2 separate regions of the Ovis aries genome follow, and region 2 is linked to region 1. Evidence: chromatin contacts called from public Hi-C data. All regions are on one chromosome and are shown on one strand. Each heading gives the region's core, a stretch centred on a gene start, on an enhancer-like site or on the middle of the called end of the contact. The rest is flanking DNA. Distances are from core to core; before and after follow the strand shown.

Evidence for each region. A called contact is a pair of places that touch in the nucleus more often than the background predicts.
Region 2: a contact with region 1 is called in a Hi-C map of liver, with 4 times the contacts expected there. The contact joins the enhancer-like site here to the promoter of LURAP1L in region 1. A contact is called at or near these places in 5 of 16 Hi-C or Micro-C datasets (liver, mixed tissues, skin fibroblasts and 1 more).

What each region holds. Positions count from the first base shown.
Region 1 is chr2:81,262,338-81,269,764 of ARS-UI_Ramb_v3.0, reverse strand. LURAP1L (leucine rich adaptor protein 1 like) reads right to left here and starts at 2,590. Exons shown (of 2, transcript XM_027964558.3): 1 at 1,600-2,590. The coding sequence starts at 1,905.
Region 2 is chr2:81,309,755-81,317,181 of ARS-UI_Ramb_v3.0, reverse strand. LURAP1L (leucine rich adaptor protein 1 like) reads right to left here. Exons shown (of 2, transcript XM_027964558.3): 2 at 1,908-2,646. The coding sequence ends at 2,272. Among named protein-coding and RNA genes, the nearest start is that of LURAP1L, 46 kb to the right of the region's middle. Within about 2 kb of position 4,766, at least 10 of the 54 cell types and tissues checked have an H3K27ac peak or open chromatin away from gene starts, as enhancers often do. A contact at or near this core is called in liver, where this site is marked.

The DNA.
Region 1 (7,427 bases), core at 1,341-3,840:
GGAGAATCCCAGGGACGGGGGAGCCCGGTGGGCTGCTGTCTATGGGGTCTGCACAGTCAGACACAACTGAAGTGACTTAGCAGCAACAGGAGAAGCAAATAGGCTCCTTGAACTTTTATGTTGTGTATTTTGAACACCTGGTTAATTACCAGATATAGTAAATGTGCTTACTGAATAATTATTGAGTAATATGTACAACCTGTGGTGTGTGTATATATTTAGTGAAATATCGTAAGAGTGAATAGAGTAATGATATCTTTGCCATGCATACATAGAACTATGTATGTATGAATCTCTACATGTTTGCTTTCAACATCTGGTGCATTCCAGTTGGGAAGAAAATGAATACTTGAGGCATAAAAAGTAAAGTTCTTAAGTAGACCAGCTTAAGAGATCTTAAGAGAGGTTTTTGGAGCCCTTTTGTTGATAGTGTGGTAAAAATTCTGAATGTAGGACATGATCTCTGAAGAATGGCTTTTTGTACAAATATGTTTGCCAAGATTACTTTATGCTGTGGAATTTATTCCCTCCCAGAGTTCCAACTGCAAAAAGAGAGGAGCTAGGGTAACACTACCGGTTACTTCTTTTCCATGCAAAGCCCCTATAGATAGGATGTATGTAGAAGTGGCTGAGGCTCCTGTTGTTACTTTCCTCATTTCCAAGCTGGTGGGAAATGCGGTTTTGTGGTGTGGTCATCTTAAAAGGATTTGGGAAGGAATCACTTCCTCCAACCAGTTCATTGTGAAAAATAAACCGAGGTCCAGAGAGGTTAAGTAATTTGCCCGAGTTCACGGCAAGTAAATAAAGTGTCTCTCTCTAAGTACATCCGGAATAACAAGTATTCTAGGACCCTTGTTAGCCCCATTGTCCTATTCTTAGGCTAACGTTTGCAAACAGCACAGAAAACAATTGCAGATTGAGGACTGAGGGGGAAGGGTAGGAAGTGGTTATTAGCAAATCCCTGGGCCTGGGGATCACCTGCTCTTTCGGATCAACCGTGAAACAAGCTATTCATGAGGACATCGAGGACGACTGAGCCATTGTTTTCAGAACCAGCATTGGGGAATCAGCTCCACAGTGGCTTGGGGGTTGCACCAAAGGGCGGGAGCAGCAGTGGTGTAAGAGGAGTGAGCCAGGAAGAAGGGCTGCAGGGACCCCGCCGCGCCACCTTTCGGCAAACCAGGAAGTGTTTTTGCAGTAAGCACGACGGACCGACCCACGTTTGGAAACGAAAGTGTAAACGGCAGACAGAAGGCCCCTGATGCCTGCAGTAACTGCAGACCCTCGGGCGGGTTTACGCCTGGGAGGCTGTGGACCGGCAGCTGAATGGTCAGAGCCGGTAGCAGCGAGTTGGCTTCAGAAAGTACACAGAGCAGGGCAGGCTTTCCGGTCTTAGCGAACTGCGGCTCAGCAAAGTCTCCCGTAAACAAGCTTCCTGCAGCTACATCCATATGTGCGCCCGCTGCGCGCCCCTCTCACCAGTGTTTCCCACGCACTCAGCCCTCTGCTCGGCCGCCCCAGTCGCCCTCTCTCCCCTGCTCCACCTCCCGGGTCTTGCTGCCCGGGTTCCCACTCCCACAGCCGGCGCACCACACTCACCATCTCTTGCCTGAGGAGGTGAAGCTTGGTTTCCAGCCTCTCCAGGGTGCTACTGGAGTGGCTGGGTCGTGGGGAGCCAGAGGTTGGGGAGGATGAAGAGGAGGACGACAAGGAGAGAGGGAAACTGCAGCAGCTGCTGCTGCTGCTGCAACCGCTGCCGCCGCCCCCGCTCCCCCCTCTGGGGTCTCTGTCCCTCTCCGGGGGAACCGGCTCCTCCCCACGGAGCGAGCGCACTAGGCTCTCGGGCACTTTGCGTCCCAGCTTCAGCTCGATGTCTCTGAGGTCGGGCAGCGGGCCGTCTTCCATGACTTTTCAAGAACGATAAAAATGGTAATAAAATACCACCGATGAGAGTCAGCAGCGGCCTCCAAGGCTGCCTGGAGATCGGCACACCCCTTCCGAGCCCGGGTGTCTATCCTCCGTGGTTCAAATGCACTGTCCACTCCATAGCCGCCTGCGCGCGGTTTAAGTCCTGAAATCCGCACAGGACGCGGCGGGTCGCAGCCGCAGTTCCCGGGGCGCTGTGACTCGCCCAGCACTTACGAGATTATAAAGCCCTCTTCATCCTCTTCCTTTTTGGCCACCCCACTGCAAAGTTGAGTTAATTGATATTGCAGAGAGGGGGAAATTCCGAGTGCTAGAGACCAAAAGACAAGAGAGGGAAATGTCTGTTTCAGCTCTATTGGGGGAAAAATTCACGTTATAAAACTGTCCATTCACATCCCAGCGCCATTCACCGACTGCCCATCTGGTACCCTGCGACACAAAATAATGATGTGGCCACACTCCAGGGTTGTTTCATTTCCCAGCCATATGTCTTCAAGCTTTGGTATATTCTGGATTATCAGAAATAATTTCTGGTCCATGAGAGAAGAGGTCTGTCGTGTGCCCAGACACATTAAAAAAAAAAAAAAGTTTGCTTAACAGTTTAACGGCTTCCTCAATGCTGCAGAAATTCCCATCTCCCCATTTACGCTGTTAGATCCAAGTCATTGTGTTCCTCCAAGCCTCGGAAACTTTAAACTCTGCTGGCAGGTGGACCAAACCAGGGCCAACCCTTGTACCGTAAAGCATAGGCAAGAAGAGCAACAGAAAATTTCCCACCCCTGCTGCTCCCTGTAGTTTCAAAGTCCTGTCTTAGTTGAAAGCACCTACACTTTGATTAGACTTAAAGGTTCAGTTTTTCAAAATTGCCGGGTAACTACAACGTCTAGAACTGGTAACAAATATTGGGGGCAGAAAAATGTCTTTAACTATAGTATCATTCCCCATCCCTCATCTTCCTATATGGCAAAAATTTTGCTTCAGAGAAGCCTTTCCTAATAATTTTGTACTAATGTAAGGTGTAATAATTCCACCAAAAGTTCATTGAGAGTGTACAACCAAAGTTAATCGTCTTATCAAACGTTACACTATGGCAGCACAAGCAAATGTGAAAAATTAAATAGCCAGAATAATCTATATGATTACTGAGTGGTAGATTTTAAAAGGGGAAAGTTGCTGGTATACTTTTACCTTAATTATGGAGGAAGAATATTGAATCTAACTGGTAAAAAGTTGTCTTTGGTAATTTATCTTTTTTTTTTTTTTCCAGCTATTTAAAAGAAACCCAAAGCATGCCGTCTATGGATCTGAGATACTTCTACCAAATAAGTTATTATGAACTCTGTGGATTATGGTTTTGATTTAACATTGAATTTGTGTTAAGAATCTTCAAGCAGAGGGTACTGTTTTTCAGTCTACTAAACTACTATTTGGGATTACATTAGGATTTTTCAAAATAGGGATCCCTCTCTTTCTGGGACAAATAAGTACTTGTGTTCTTGGTCTTTCCCAGAAATATCACTCAGGTTTTACACTTATGAGAGCATGGGCAGCTACATCTCAGAGTATGTTTTTAGCAGAGCCATATCCAAGAAGCCTAAGGATAGAAAATAGGCCTTCTCAGTAAAATATTTCATATCGAGGAGAAAGTTGCTAAAGTTCTCTTGTCAGCATGTCAGAAATTATAGGTTATTTCTTCTCTTAGAAAGAGATGAAATAAAAAGCTGTAAATTAAGTGACTCAATCAAAGGGGGAAAAAACTAAATCTCACCTCACTGATAAAACTTCATGCTTTGTCCTATATTTGGAAAACCACAAGATCATTGGGTAGCAATTATAACAAAGAGGTTTTTTTTTCTTTTTTAATATTTTTTGTCATAAAGCCCTTACGAAGTTCAGCATAGGACTGGTTGAGAAAAGTAGCATACAAACACAGTATCTAACTTGAACTTGGTCCATAAAAATAGTTTATCTTTAAATTATTATCGATGTAATTGTACAAAAGAGGAACACCTCTTTGCTGTGAGTCAAAGACAATAAAACGTGTGTTTGATACTAAAGGTAATTAAAAAATAGAAAATGGTTTTCTTCTGTTTTAGATTTCTGCAGAGAAAGCATCTCCAGAAGTAAAAATATGATCTATATGTAATTTAATACTTTGTGCCAGTGCAATATAAAACAAACATAAACTTTTTAGGAAAAGTTTAATTATGTTATACCTTTAAAATTTCTCATTAATGCTTTATGACATTTTAGTTTAAAATAGAGATGTTTTGAATGACAAAATGATCATTTTCAAAACGTGTTAGAATCACAGTAGTCTTAGTAGGCTACTAATAGATTGTATGAACGCTGTCACTACTGCTTTATTTGGTTTGATCTGAGGACATTCCTTATCTAAAATGTTCAAAAATAAGGGTCTTTTTTACTTTGGGGTCTTGAGAATATTTTGTTTTCAAGATTTTTCTATGATGAAAAAAAATGTGTTAGAGCTTTAACTAATTGCTGTTAGCCCTATATCACACATTGATTTGGGGGATTAGTTGACAAGAACTGCAGTACTGGGTCTAGGATGCAGGCTGAGGAGGAAGTAAGGTCATCAACAAGAAGAGGGCACATGGGGAGTAAAGAGAAAAAAAATAGGAGCGAAAAACTCTTCAGAGCAATTTTTTTTTTCCTGTATTTCGCTAAGCCCTCAGTCTTAGCAGTGCTGACTTCCTACCCCTGCTTTTCTCATCCGTCTCCAACCTCCTCTTATTTCCATAATTGATTGTATCTTCCAGCAACAACCTAAATTCAGGATGTGTCCCCAAGCCTAACATATTAAAAAGTAAAATCCTAAAAGTTAGGATTACTGTATTATTTGTATTTGTAATATAATTTTCTAGACCCAGACTACTTGATTATATGCATCCTTTATCTGACTGCATTATATATGAGCTGTATTTGCCCTTTGTCTGTTTAAATGCCTAAGGAATCTAGGACTTCCCTGGTGGTTCAGATGGTAAAGAATCCACCTGCAATTCAGGAGACCTGAGTTTGATCCCTGGGTAGGGAAGATCCCCTGGAGAAGGGAATGGCGAAACACTAGGTATTCTGGCCTGAAGAATTTCATGGACAGAGGAGTCTGGTAGGCTACCATCCATGAAGTTGCAAAGAGTCAGACACTACTGAGCAACTAGCTAGGAGTCTAAGAATGGTCATTAAACTATGGGGAACTTTAAGAGACTGGGTTTCTTCCCTAGTTGGATTATGTTCACAGAGAAAGAAAGAGAGCCTTTTATTTATTATCATTAAAAAAAATCCAGTAGCTAATGAAGTGGGAACATTGTTGAACTCAGAAGACAAGTTTTAAAAGAATGCCTTAGTCACAAAAACAGAGTGATGTGATGTAAGCTTCACACATTCCACCCTTAGAACACTTCCTGGTATGAGACAGTGTTTAGGGCAAAAGTACACTCTCTAAGACTGTGTATGTTGTGAGTAATGTCACTCTTTAATCTGCTGCTGGCCTTGTGGTGAAAGGGGAAAAATAAAAAAGGCCTTCTACCTTCTCTCTGTCACTGATTGGAAGTTTTCAGCTTTCCCAGCTCTGCCAGCACAGAGTTCAAGGATTAGGACAAAGTCTCTAACCTGAGATTCTACTCCCCACAGTTCAGAGGAATATCAAGCAGTTAACAGCCTCAGGTTACCTTTAATAATTTTAGGAAGTATCTTTTATACTTAATGGGTGTGGGGTTCTTTAAATCTTTGTTGTAAATGTGTAGAGGTGTTGTTCCTCTTTTTGTTGTTGTTGTTCAGCTGATTATGTGTTTAACAAGGAAGGTGTCAGCAAAACTGAAGACTGTTGATCTTACTCATTACATATCTGCTAAAGCTGCAAAGATTTTTCCCTGCCTGTTTATTGTCATTCAATTTGTGTATAATTTTGTAGCTGAGTTGGGTCTGTTTATCAAGTAAAATCATCTGGTTTGTTACCAACTTGAACAACATGTGTATTCTCTATATATCCATCTAATATATTTCTGAAATCTCTTCCTAAGAAGCATAGATCCTTTAAATAGTACTCTGATTGGAATCTAATTAATATTTATAACCAGAGCTAAACACTTGCCTGAGAGGTTCACTAGACAATGCTAAAGTAGGTCACCAGCATTTAAGTCTGTCTTATCCCCTCTTCATAATCCCTGTCAAACCTCTCTGCCTTCAGTGTTTGTAATAGAGTCTTTTATTTCCTTTTACTTGATGTCCTAAACTCTGAATTTCTACTGAATGGTGCATAGCAGGGCCCAGAAAATAGATATCTTTAATAAACCTAATTTGCTCTTTTCTTCTGTAGCCATAGCAGTTTGAATGGACTTAAAGGCTGTTTCAGTGGAGTGCTGGTAAATGTTTATAATTAGCTGTTTGAAAATATAGAAATAGCTGACTTGTAGCTTTTGACAGTTTTCATAGTGTAAATATTTCTACCATAGCTGATTTCAAGCTTCCAGTGTGAGTTGGAAAAAAATGGGCAGTAGTACATTTTTTTCCCTACTGTTTCCATTGAACAGATAAATTGATATAAGTAGTGTCAAGAGCACGGATTGTAGTAAATTGTAGTCAAATAATTAGGAAGTGATGAGTTTTGATATTCGTTACCTTTGTCTTAGTATAATTCACCTAATTTAAAGCTTATACAATGTAACTTTTAAAATTATGGCTGTGTTTAGCAATTGGCTAACAAAATTCCAATTGGTTGCTATAAACTGGTATGGGCTGGCTCCGGTGTATGGGCTGGCTCCGGTGTACCTGTGTCTCATAAAATCCTGGGGGATGGTCATTAATTATAGTTAAGAGATAAAAACTAAAACCAGAGAAAGAAGTGCAGCTTTAAATCTAAGGGCTGGGTAAAGTGGTAATGGGAAAGTGAGTCCTGACGTTGGAGCCAGAAGTTTAGAGGACTCATAAAACTGTGTTGGTTTCCTGGAGCTGCTTAACAACACAAATGGAGAGGCTTGAAACAGAATTGTCTTACAGTTCTGAGAATAAGAAGTCCAAAATCAAGGTTGACAGAGCCATAAGGCCTCTGGAGAGTTTAGGAAATGATCCTTCCTCGCCTCTTCCAGCTTCTGGTAGCCCTGCATATTCCTTGGATAGCATAACTCCAATCTCGGCCTCAGTCATCACATGGCTATCTTCCTTCTGTGTCTGTATCTCAATTTCTCTCTGCTTGTAGGAGGTCAGTCATTTTGGGTTAAGGACCCATCCTACTCAAGTATATCTTCACTTAGCAAAATAAAACAGTAACAACTGTATCCCCAAATAAAGTCACATTCTGAGGGATGATTGTTCAACTCCCAGAGATACTGAAGGACAGGGGAGCCTGGTGTGCTGCAGTCCATGGGGTTGCGAAGACTTGAACATGACTGCGTGACTAAATGGCAGTGTGATAGGGCTAGGATTTCAACATAGCTTTTCCAGCGACACAATTCAACCCATAACACTGTGAAATAATGTCTGGT
Region 2 (7,427 bases), core at 3,517-6,016, 45 kb before region 1:
AAATCGTGAAACTTATATAGCCAAAACATTTTCAAGTTTTCTGCCAGTGTTCCTTATAGATCCCTTAAAATAAGATGCATAAATGAAAACAGTTCTGCACATTTCATTCATATTGTATTCAGGCTTTTTCATTTCCTTTCTATAGAGATGAAATTTATAGAGGGCCTGGGATGGACAGGTAGCAGGGGAACACAACTGGAAAAGGGGCATGTGAAAGAAATTGGTCAGATTGAATTTACAACGTGAAACAGTGATCCGAGGACAGAACTCATCTTTCCTGTGCCTGGCTTATTCTAGACAAATCTCAGGTTTTGAAGAGGTTAGAATTTAGCCTTGATGCCTCTTACAGTTTTGCCATCTCCTCGTTTCCCTCTTGTTGAACATGTTCTTGCAGTGCTGTAGATGTATAGTTGCAAACATCATTGCTCTCTGTTTGAAATTCATTAGTCTTAGTTCTACCGGCTAGATCATAATGCATGTTCTTGGATTTTAATCTGGTAAAAAAAAAACAATCTGTGCTAAAAGCTGCTTAGTTTAATTCCACATTAAAACCAAACAAAATAGCCAACCCACCAGCCTTTACTCAAAGTTTAAAATGAAAGCAAGTAGAAAGGGGTAAAAAAATGGGGGATAGCTGGCACGTGGCCAACTCCTTGCTTCACCTATAAAAACAACACTGACTGTGGACATGTGATGTCAGGAATGGACTCAAAAACCTCAGGATTTGAGCATGTAGGTCCTACTAATTTAGAAGAAAAATGATAGGTCACTTTTTGTCATGGGTTAAGTTTGCTTTCTCATCTCCGCTTTATTATTTAACTTCCCTAAGTACCAAGTTTTATTGTTAGAATTAGACAGGTTTAAGTTTAAATCCCAATTTTGACACTTACTGGGAGATTTGACCCAGTTACCTACCTTCTTTGTGTTTCATTTTCCTCAAACACAGAAGGGAGACAATCCTGACATCTTGAGATTGTTGTTGATGAGGATTTTATCTACAATTTATGAAAAAAGGACCTGTGTGAAATATAGACCCTGTAGATCTTAATTGGAAATTGAATAATATATAACTTGGAAATAATAAATTTGACTGTGTGTAATATGTATAATAACAAAGCAAATTTGGGGGAAATTATTTCTGGAGTATGGCCATTTTTCAGTTACAAGTAGAGTTTTTGGTTCACACTGTGAAGTGTTTAGTGCAGAAACATATATCATTACAGAGAACAGTTTGAAATCTCAATTATATTTACTCATGAGGAATCATCGAGGTAAAAGAAATATAGAAGATTAATATCACATTGAAATTTTCACTACATGAATGATATTTCAGATGTCATTCCAGAAAACAAAGAAATTATTTATTCTTCTCAGAATGAAAGGATCTATTAGGTTTTGTAAGTAAATAGTGATACTACTTCTGACTTCATTCATCCATCATCCATCCATTGTATAAATCTATGTTTTTATATATCCTATAATTGTAAAATGCTTATAGTAAACATCAACAAAATCTTAGAATACAATAAATCTAGGATACCTTAACCTCTAATCACCTTCTTACTTAATTTCAGTTATTCTTTGAAATTTGGGAGAATCATATATTTAATTACACAAATTTGTCTACAGCTTGAGTTAGAATCACTGGTGACAAAATGATCATCTACAGTATGAACACAAAGTTGAACCGAATAGATTCCATAGAGTTGGGGCTTCCTAATGGTTCTCATGAGAAGTGTGTGGTTGACGGTATTATTGATTTCACACTAGGAACTTGTGGCCTCAAAATAATGCCTAACTTAGTCCCAAGCATGTTGTCCAACCTAATATAAAAACAGTAACAAACCTCAGTGTCTTCTGGAAAACAAACCTTTGAATCATTTAAGAATACAGACAACAAAATCAACTATTATCAGACTTTGGTTTATTGTAAAATTTAGCGAAGTTTATCTTGTAATCCCTGACCCCTTGCTCTGAAAACAAAAGCAAAGATATAATTATTGCTTATTCTTTTCCCCCTACTTTATTTGTGCCACTGTGAAAGAAGGGAGAAAAATCATCGTAATAAATAGACTTAAGAGAGAAAGAGAAATCAGTCCGGATGAGAAATACTAGGAGCAATAGAAATACCATCAAGCCATTCAAAATAAGCTTCCTTTTAAAAGGTTGTCGTACTTAAAAAAAAAAAAATTCACACCAAAAATATAGCAGCGGAGAAGGAGGATAAATACAAGTTAATTGCACACCAATCCCATGCATAAAACTGGGGCATTAGCCAAAGCAGTAGTATTCAGAATCCAATTTGGGACGCTTGTACAGTGCATGTGAGTCCCCTATGACTGAACTGTCACTGAACTGGTCCAAGTCTGAGGGGGTGTGGTGGCCTGGGACATCATCTGCCAAAGTGTCCAGGTAGCTCCCAACGGAGATGCCGTCTAGCCCGTCACTGCCATCGTGGAGGCTGGTGCAGCTGCCATGTAAGGAGGTGCTCTGGCTCTCCAGTAAGCTGCACAGGCTGCCACTCAGACTGCTGCCTCGGCTGGTGATGGTGGCTTTCTCTTCAATCATCCACTTGATGGACTCGATGCTCTCGTTGATGAAGAGCAACTGGCGCATGAGCTTCCCGTCTGTGGCTCTGAGGTTAACCTGTGGAGGGCAGGGAGAGGGGAGAGACCTGCCAGTTATTCTGTGTTCTTGAAAGACCCCAGAGTCATTTAAATTCTGCCTCCTGCAGTCCATCATTTTACATTCAGAGAATAAAATACAAAGTTACTTGAGCACAGGATCTTTTTGAAAACTGCTTACAAAGGGTAGGAGTCATACTCAAAGAACTCACCTCCTTCCAGCCCTAACAGGCTCTGAAAGGGACTATAAACTCTCACTGCATCTCTGACCCTCACCAAGCTACCTGGAAATATCCTATTGAATGACAGATTCTGTCCAGAGACTTGTTCTGTCTATGCCCAGATTGTTTGTTGTTGTTTTAGTTGCTTAGCTGTGTCTGACTCTTTCGTGACCCCATGGACCGTAGTCCTCTATGCATGTGATTTCCCAGGCAACAATACTAGAGTGGGTTGCCATTTCCTTCTCCAGGGGATCTTCCTAACCCAGGGATTGAACCTGTGTCTCCTGCATTGGCAGGCAGAATTCTTTACCACTGAGCCACCAGGGAAGCTCAGATTTAATAGTTTATCCTTGTTAATTGAGAGTATGTGTACGGATATTGAGAGAAGGGGGGATAGGAATCTGTAGAAATTAAGGAATCATCATCATCATTGTAGCAGCTCCTATTTTTGAGAGATTATGTCACAAACACCATTTATAAAAGCTCAACACGCATTATATTGGGTTGGCCAAAAAGTTTGTTCAGGTTTTTTGATGTTATGGAAAAACCCAAGCGAACATTCGGTCAACTCAATGATAACCCTGTGCCTTATGTATTATTATTTTTATCCCTCTTTTATAGATGAAGAAACTGAAATCTGAAAATAAAAAATTAAGAGTACAGAAAATGTCTGCACCTTTTATGACTATACTGACAAATATGTAGTGCTGAGTAATGCTTTCATGTTTAACAGGAACCAAATTGTTTCAATATTTCCTGAATCCAAGAGGCTGATAAATGAGGCTGATCTACTTTACACGATGAAGTGTACAAGTATTTTCTGTAGATTTCATTATTTCCTTCAGATGTGTCAAGAGCAGCTCCAATCAAAACTGGGATATGAGACTGGGACAGTTCCCTTAAATGACTTCTAGGTATGTAGTCTTTCTAATGGTTTTAAATTACTTCAGAGAAATCTGTCTTCTTAGTTACAAAGCAGAATTTCTCTGTAGGCCCTTCAGTTCAACAGGAATATCTGTTAACATGAAGGGTGTTTCTGAAGGAAGTAGGGGGAGAGACGCTACAAGATAGCCCTTGTTCTGGTTGGAATTGAAGAGATAAGGCTCCTGCAGAGATTCCGGTGGACTGGACTGTGAGGCAAGGACAGATTTAGCCACCAGAGGTCCTAGTCACATTCATCAGGGTTTAAATGAAATTCCAGGTTTTTTCACCTGAGGTCTTTTAACCCAGGAGACTGGACCTTGCTTATTCTCTCTTGAACACACAGGAGAATTCAGATTTGCGCGTTTCTAGAATTATCCAAGGCACTCAGTTGTGAGTGACTCAAGTCAGAAGAGAGAAAGAAGCTTATATATGCATTTATATTGTAAATGTATTTCTAGGAAACAATCCATCTCTGAAAGGGAACTTTGGATTGAGTGAATGTGACAGATAGCCATTAGGAGAGATGAAATTTCTAGGATGACTTCAGAGATTTAAGATTGCAGGTAAACTACATGTGTACTACATATGTATACAAATGCTCACGTATGTATGTATGAAGTATGAAGTATAATTTAAAACCTGTTAATCTATCTAGGATATTAAATAAAGTGACTTAGGAGACTGCCTTATCTTCTCTAAGAAGTGTACCAAAAATTCTTAGGCAGTCAGCAAGGAAAATCAATTTTCTCTGAGCCATTCATGAACAGAGCTTAGTAAGTCTTGAGATGGTTTTCTATTTGTGGTGTTGTCTCAGTGACCTTGCTTTAAGGTTGTGTGGGGGAAGGAGGTTTTGTGGCAATTTTTTATATTTGAATTTACCCCCACACCCTATGAGTCATCAAAATACTGTTCAAATTACAAGTAATACAACAAATATTTACAAATCATCAACAATTTGCTTACGTCCACAGAGGAGCCAGGAAAATCAATAGAAGTCAAAGTCCTACAAAATTGTTCAGTTAAGCATCTGTAGCCGATAAAACATGCTGTGCCCATTGTAGGCACAGTGCAATGGAAGTGTGACCATTTCCCAATAGCTCCCCAAATGAATCACAGCTGCATTTGTTCACATTCCCACCCTGTCCTGTCAGAATGTTCCTGCGCATGCCCAGATCTGGACATATTCCCTGTTACTCCCTTCACTTGAAATACTTGACTGTTTTCCCTTCCAAATCCTCCCCATTCTTGAAGTCCTAATTCTTCCGTGAAGTATCTCTTCTGCTGGCCTGTTTACCCTCTACTGTATAGTTTGTATCTGACAATCTACCTTAATTGTGTACACTTATGTTGCTACCTATTATTGTGTCTTTCAGCTGTTTCTTCAGCTAAGCTTGCAGTTCCTTAAAAAAGCCATGTCTTACGTTTTGTCCGTCTCTTATGGTCTGTTTTAAGGATGGATTGATTTTGCGGAGGGGAAATAGTCGCAATTTTAGGGTCTGAGAAAGTTCAGCCCTTAAGACAATGATGCACATTCCCAGCAACTGTGTCACTGGAGGGCTAAAACATACTTACACTTTTTTCCAGCAGTTTTTGTCTGAGCTACACAGTGGCTACATCACATAAGAAGTGTTCACTTTTGTTGAGCAATATGAATGAGAGGGGAGTACACTCTGAAGTAACAAAAGCTTCCTTTGACCATGAAATGATTTATTTAAATAAAAAAATTCTTTTCTTCTGAAAGCAAACATTCACAGGCCATTGAACCACTGTAGGGGAAAATATGACGAAAGCAAGTCACTAAGAACGTGTTGGTCCGGCTGATAATGATTACCCACTTAACTGCATCTAACCCTGTGTCCTCCTGGGGAGAGAGTAAACAGCTTCCCACCGTGGGAGCCCTGAGCCATTCGGTTCCCATGGCTGTCTGCCTGTCACCTGGCACTCCACCTAATAGTGCTTTCTCCTGGAATTAAGGTGCAGTTATGCTCCTCCTGATGAACCTTCGAAGCAGGAACGATCCACCACCAGGACTAAATCACCATGTGGCTGCTGTCTCCAGCAGCTGCCCTGCCTTCCCTCACTGTCATGCACACCAGTCCTTAGGAAGTCTGCCCATCCATTCAGAAGACAGCAGTCTTGCCCAGTGGGCAGAAACCTGTGTGGTTTTCTCACTTGAGGTCTTACAAGATCCCAGGACGTTTCTCTGAGGACAGTGGTTGTTGGGAGGACTTCCTCATGGTCTGAGTCTAAGTGACCCTTCCTTGGAGAGCCCCTTCCTGATCAATCATAGTATCTAATTCTTATGCTTAGTTGTATACAGCATTTCTATATTTTTATATTCCCTTCATAATACTTATGACTAATGGAAATCATCCTACTTATTACTTGTTTACTTTTTATTTTCTGTCTCCCATATGAGCATGTAAGCCATCACAGAGGGCAGGGGTCTTGGTCTGTCCTGTTCACCACTGTGCCCAAGACCTCTAAGAGTGCTTAACGCAGAGTGGATGTACAAGTCTTATTTGTCCAAGGCCTGAATGATTGCCATAAGCTGAACCATCTGTCAAGAATGCTCCTCCCTTGAGTTTTGCTATAAGTCAGTAATATCATAGGGCTTCCCTAGTGGCTTAGATGGTTAAGAATCTGCCTGCAATATGGGAGACCCAGGTTCAATCCCTGCATTGGGAAGATCCCCTGGAGAAGGGAATGGCAACCCACTCCAGTGTTCTTGCCTGAAGAATCCCATGGCAGAGGAGTCCATGGGGTCACAAAGTGTCGGACACAGATGACCGACTAACACTTGCTAGTGATACAGTGCTTGAGGGGAAAGAACAAGGTAGCAAGAAAGAGCTCTGCAGTATTACAGCATTCCAAGCATGAAATCCCACTCTCACCGATTCACAGAGTTCAAACACTGAGTAACTAGGTCAAAGTTATTCCCAGCTTAAATATACAAGTTACAACATAGTATCTCTGAAAGGAAGTGGGCTTCACATGTAAATCACACTCCAAGCATTATTCTATAAACACTTAGTGAAAGAAATTAAACAAAGGGAACAAACAAATAGGATGCTACCAAAAAATATTTTTTGTAAGGTTTGCATTAATTGATCCAAAGAGATGTCAATGTCCTTTCCTCTTTTCCTCTTCACTTGTCACCTCTGGCCCTTAGTTATTGCAGTGCAGCCCATCTTCATAATTAATAAGCCTCTCATGCTTTGAAACTGTAGCATAATAGGTCTCTCAACTCTAGACAGAATGGAGACTGAAATTTCATGTCAATTATGATCAGAGAACTGGTATATAGAAGAACTTAATGGGGGGGGGTCTTGAAAAGCAAATATTCTTAATAATAAACTTTTCCAGATCTATGTTTTTGTCCAATGTATCATTTTACTACTACAAAATTACAAAGGTTATGAATTGTCTCACTGGAATCCAAGAAAGAGAGAATACAGTCATGCTTTCACTTCATCATGAAGTTGCCAAATAAATTGACTTCTTTGGTGGTGGTGTATAAGGAACCCAGGGCAGAGCTCTGGCCTGTCATTGTTACAGTCTACCTTTGGGCAAGGTGACTTGGCATATACAATCTTCTTATATAAGAAGAAGAATCCTGGGGATTAATTTTGAGCTCTGGTGAGCTCCTGGACTCAAT